2 separate regions of the Lactuca sativa genome follow, and region 1 is linked to region 2. The links are chromatin contacts, called in public Hi-C maps. All regions are on one chromosome and are shown on one strand. The core of a region is the stretch at or near the end of the contact, and the rest is flanking DNA. Distances in the headings are between cores, read along the strand shown.

Region 1 (2,700 bases), core at 183-2,682, 180 kb after region 2:
AAAGCGAGGCGCGCTGCAAGACATGCGAAGGAGGTGGAGACGAGAGCAAAAGATACGGCGGAAATGAGAGCGAAATTCGACGAGCACGATTTATTAATAAAAGAAAAAATGACTTGAAACGTCGTCATTTGGAGTTCCTGGAAAGGCAGGCACGGGAGAAGCAGGAGCAAAAAGAGAGGGAACTAATGACATATCAGTTGTCAATTCTTCGGACAAGCGAGGAGAGTTTAGCGCCTGCTGATCTAGGGTTGCTACAAGCGACGAAGGAACAAATTAAGAAGAAATATTTGGGTTAATTATGATTGTTATGTGGTTTTAGTCAAGGGCGTCAAGATCAGGATCCTACCTAGGATCGTTTTTTGGTTTGCAAGATCGGGATCGAGATCTTAAGATCCCACAAAATAGAATATAATTTTAATTTATAATATTTAATAATGAAAAATATTTCAAACATTTAATTTTTCGTTCAAAAGTTATAAAAACTTCAAAATATTAGTCATAAGTCACAATAAAAAATGATAAATGGTAGATTGGTAAATGGTAAAAGATATAAAGTGGTAAAAAAATTCCATTTGCAAAAAAAAAAAAAAAAAAAAAAAAAATCAAAGGAAGGTAGGATCGGATCGGATCTCGATCCTACGATCCTACCTCAAATACGATCATTTTACGATCTAGATCGTTTTTCATATGTAGGATCGTAGGATCGCACGATCCTACGATCAGGATCGCGATTTTGACAACTATGGTTTTAGTAGTAATCTGAATGATATTTTAGTTATAATATTAGGTTTAAAATTATTTTTTTTAATTGTAATCGTAATTTTAGATTTTAAATATTATGTCTTTTTTTTTTTTAATGTTACTTTTTATAAAAAATATATTCATGTTAGTGATTAAAAAAAATGCAAAAACGAAAAAAACGAAAAAGAAAAAAAAGAAAGAAAATAAATGAAAAAGTAAAAAAAACCCAATTTCGGAAAAAAAAACATATTTATTTTCAAAAAGTTGGTGTTATATCTTGTTGCCCATTTCCCCACTTGATGTGTTATAACACCACTTGCTTATGTGACATGTAAGGTGACACAACTTGGTGTTGCACCTTATTGCTCACACCGAATGCTCTAAAAGAATGACAAATTTACATGGATAATCGAGGCATTGATATTGATATATGAATTATCCACATGTAATGAAAAAAAGAAAGAAAATTTTATACAGATAACATTATAATAAGAGTATAATAGTTAACTGATGAAAATATAATATTTTACAGTTCAATTTCTTTATGGTATATATATAAAATATAACCCTTTTTTATTTACTTATGATTTAGCGAACAGAATAGTTGATTGCTACAATATTTCATGAAAAAATATCCATGGGCCGAGAAAATTTGTTTGGGCCAAGTGATTGGGCCTCCACATTTCACCGAGGCCACTAGGGTTTTGAGTAGATACGAATAGAAGTAATCAGCCTCACCCTTTTAAGCCATTGCCCTGCGAAACCCTAAACTTTCTCTTTGTCACCCAAGAGTTCGACTTCAGAGGCGCAGGAGGATCCTTCTGATCTGCAAACATGGGTAAGTTTTGCCAATGGCCAACTCAAATTCATACGTCGGATTTGATACACTGCTTTGTAATCTCCATCTTCGTGCTATCATGATTACGAACATTCTGATGATGTTTCTCTACTGTTTCAGGTATCTCTCGTGATTCGATGCACAAGAGACGTGCCACTGGTGGCAAGAAGAAGGCCTGGAGAAAGAAGCGAAAGTAAGTTTTCCTCTAAATTAACATATGCCGTCTATATTTTCTGTATAGTTATGTTATGATTATCCTATTCTAGACAAGTTATATACTAGAAACATCGGTCCTGTTCGCTGTAGACACGATACTGTTTGCTTTTTATTTCTCTCTTTATTCGTTTGTGCTTACTGATTTCGATCCTGATAATGTGATTGTGAGTTTGTGAGTTTGTGATGATAACTTGTATTGATTTTATCATTCAAGTCGAACACTATGGATCAATGAATTGAGGAAAGCGATTTGCGCTTGAATACGAAACTGATTTCCGATCAACACATGCTATCTCGTAATCTTATTTTTATCAGTATTTATATACATCCTTCTTATTTCAAACATTCTGTTATGATTCAAATTCATTAACATCCATCAAATCAAACTCTATTTAGATTTTTTTAACACTTGTTGTTTCTCTTAAAGGTATGAGCTTGGAAGACAGCCTGCAAACACTAAAATATCGAGCAACAAGACAGTTAGAAGGGTGAGAGTTCGTGGTGGAAATGTGAAGTGGCGAGCATTGAGGTTAGATACAGGAAACTACTCATGGGGAAGTGAAGCTGTAACAAGAAAGACACGTATCTTGGATGTGGTTTACAATGCATCAAACAATGAATTGGTGAGGACACAAACACTAGTGAAGAGTGCTATTGTTCAAGTTGATGCTGCACCTTTCAAACAATGGTACCTTCAGCACTATGGAGTTGACATTGGTCGAAAGAAGAAAGCTCCAGCTGCTTCTGCTGCTAAGAAAGATGGAGAGGTATTATTTTCTTTTCATTTTATTTTTTATATTTACTTGTATTGTGGTTTTGAGATTTAGTGATTTTGATTTAATTGTAGGAAGTAGAAGGTGCTACTGAGGAGACAAAAAAGAGCAATCATGTTGCTAGGAAGATAG
Region 2 (2,700 bases), core at 11-2,510:
CATATATATTTCACATTTGATTGAAGTGTCAAGAGTGGGGACATCGATTGAAACCTTTTCGTTGAAAACGGGATTTTGTCCACCTCCATTTATTGTGTTTGTGGTGACGGATTTTTCGGGGTTGGTAGTGAGGGTAATTTTGGCATAAACATCTTGTTTGTGGTATATACAGATGTTTTGAATGTCTCTAGCTTGATGAACGTAGATATCGAGAACACCAAGGGATGGGTCGGGTTTTTTTGATGTGAATTCAGGGCTTTTTGGGGACTGATTGAGATTATGGCTTTTTGGGTCGGAGTAAATTGATGAGTTCTTCAATGGTGATACAACAGATTGTGGAGATTCCATGAATTTAATTACACCTGGAAAACATTGAAACATAATAATCAAGAAACTGTTTCTTCAGATCATGAAATTACAGAGCAATGACGTGTGCCTTTTGCATATGTTGATAAACAGAAAACTACAAAAGTATTCATGATTCAAGAACGCAACAGATTATGCAGCCAATCAATTACCAAAAAAATGTAATCATAGTTAACAACACACAATTCAAATAATTAAACTTCATGATCAACATAAAAATCTAACCTGGATTCTCAATTGGGAAACAGAATTCTCAAAAAGGGGAAGCAAAAACCCTAATTTAGATCACCTAAACTGTAAACACATGCATATATATAGAGACCCGCGAAATATTGTCAGAGCTCAAGTACGTACTGACCCCAATAGTTATTGGATGAACATAAACCCTATTTTGACTAAAGGATAGCACAAAACTCGATTCAATAAGCATATTCCAATAAAGTTAACTACTTTACCTCAAAGAACAAAACCTCAGAATCCAAGAGAGGAAAAACAGGGAAAAAGAGAAGCTAAAACGGTAGTAGATATAGATCCCTTTGAATCATAAAATAAAAAACCCATGAATTGTTAAAAGTCGATTGCACAGGAAAAGGATAAAGCAGAAAAGCATCAAAGATTGAGTAGAAAGTGTAGTCCTTTCTTACCTTTTTTTTTTAATCACCAGAGTCCAAGAAACTGCTGTAGAATGTTGGTGTTTGGATTCAATGAAATCTTTGGAGAAATCGAGCTCGAAAATGAGGAAAATTGGAGAGTGTGTATTGATTTTGAAGAATGAAGAAAATTATGCGATTGTGTGGTTGGATTTTGAGGGGGGTGGTGGGTATTCTTTTCAATAATCAAGTTCGAATTGTCTTCTTGTTAATAAAATAATGGTAGATTATGCTACCGACATGTTATGCAAAGAAAATTCAAGGAGTTTTTCAACCAAGTGGTGTGGCAATATAATCAGGTATAGTAATTAAGATATAAATATTTGAAAAAAAATCACTTTATGTTTAGTTTGAAAAATCTTATCATTATATACTTTTTAGAAAAAGTTCAAAAAATATATATAATTTTCGTTCGATTTCATGACTTTCTAGTTGCAAAACTTATAAAAATTGCTGAAATAGTTAGTTTTTCCATCTATAAAAAAATGCCTAAGTTTTATAATTCATCAACAAAATTCAACTTCTATTAGGCTATACGATAATACGAAGTGGTCACCATTAACCCACCGAAAAAGTGTTGTCACTTCTGTGCATGTCAGCTTCACCACCAACCATAAAACATTGAAAATGGTTACCACTACATAATATTCTTTTTTTAATTTTTTAACTTTTTTAATTTTTTGTAACACTATATTAAATAAAAACATAAATAAATTTTTTGAAAACACAAAAAAATAAAATCACATTTAATTAATTAAAAACATAGAAATTTAAAACCTATATTACTAAAATAAACATAAAACATAAAAAAATAAAACAATACACTACTTAAAAAACATAAAATTTTAAAGCATAAAAAACCATTGAGAAACACTACTCGTGGTCGTCACCATACTTATTTGCCTCATTGTCACTGCATTCATCCTCTTCGTCTTCATCATCATTTTTCCCTTGGAATTGTCTTTCTCATATGTGCTCGGTTAAATCATGATGTATATTGTGATGTGTTTTACGGTTTTGTATTTCCAAAAACCTAAAAAACTATGTCGGGTTACCAACTTGTATTACTGCAGGTGGATTAAGTATGTCGTTCCCGATATATGAACAAATAGCCCTATCCTCTTCTTTTATTGTTATGTTATGTAAAATAACACAAACAATCAACAATGTCGTTAGTTTTTTCATATCCCATGTTCGTGTTAGATGTTTGATTATGTGTCACTTTTGTTTTAGGACTCCAAAACACTCGTTCCACATCCTTCCTTGCAGATTCATGTGCTAACTTGAACAATTTTCATTTTTCATCGGATGTAAATGAATATGACTTAAAAATTGTAGCATACTCTGGATGTATACCATCACCTAAGTAATACTCATAATTATATTCATTTTCATTCACAACGTATCACATGTCAGGTGCTTTATCATGCAAAATATTGTTAAATAACGGAGACGCTTGAAGCACATTCAAGTGATTATTGGACCCCATCATACCAAAGAATACATGTCAAAACCATAGGTCATATGAAACAACCGCTTCTAATGTAACAGTCAGGACCCCATCATCACCTCGCGACGTATTGGGACAATTTGCCCACTCTCAATGTTTACAATCAATACTACCAAGCATCCCTGCAAAACCATGTTTAGCTTGATACGTGGCATATAACTATTCGACATCACT

Evidence for each region. A called contact is a pair of places that touch in the nucleus more often than the background predicts.
Region 1: a contact with region 2 is called in a Hi-C map of seed, with 2.9 times the contacts expected there. The contact joins the promoter of LOC111888125 here to the promoter of LOC111888105 in region 2. A contact is called at or near these places in 4 of 4 Hi-C or Micro-C datasets (bud, leaf and seed).

Annotation. Positions count from the first base shown.
Region 1 is chr9:163,788,711-163,791,410 of Lsat_Salinas_v11, forward strand. LOC111888125 (40S ribosomal protein S8) reads left to right here and starts at 1,433. Exons shown (of 5, transcript XM_023884254.3): 1 at 1,433-1,579; 2 at 1,700-1,772; 3 at 2,223-2,562; 4 at 2,643-2,700. The coding sequence starts at 1,576. It overlaps LOC111888141, which reads left to right. Exons shown (of 1, transcript XM_023884271.2): 1 at 1-117. The coding sequence ends at 117.
Region 2 is chr9:163,611,568-163,614,267 of Lsat_Salinas_v11, forward strand. It overlaps LOC111888105, which reads right to left and starts at 1,261. Exons shown (of 2, transcript XM_052767205.1): 1 at 1,011-1,261; 2 at 1-362. The coding sequence starts at 348.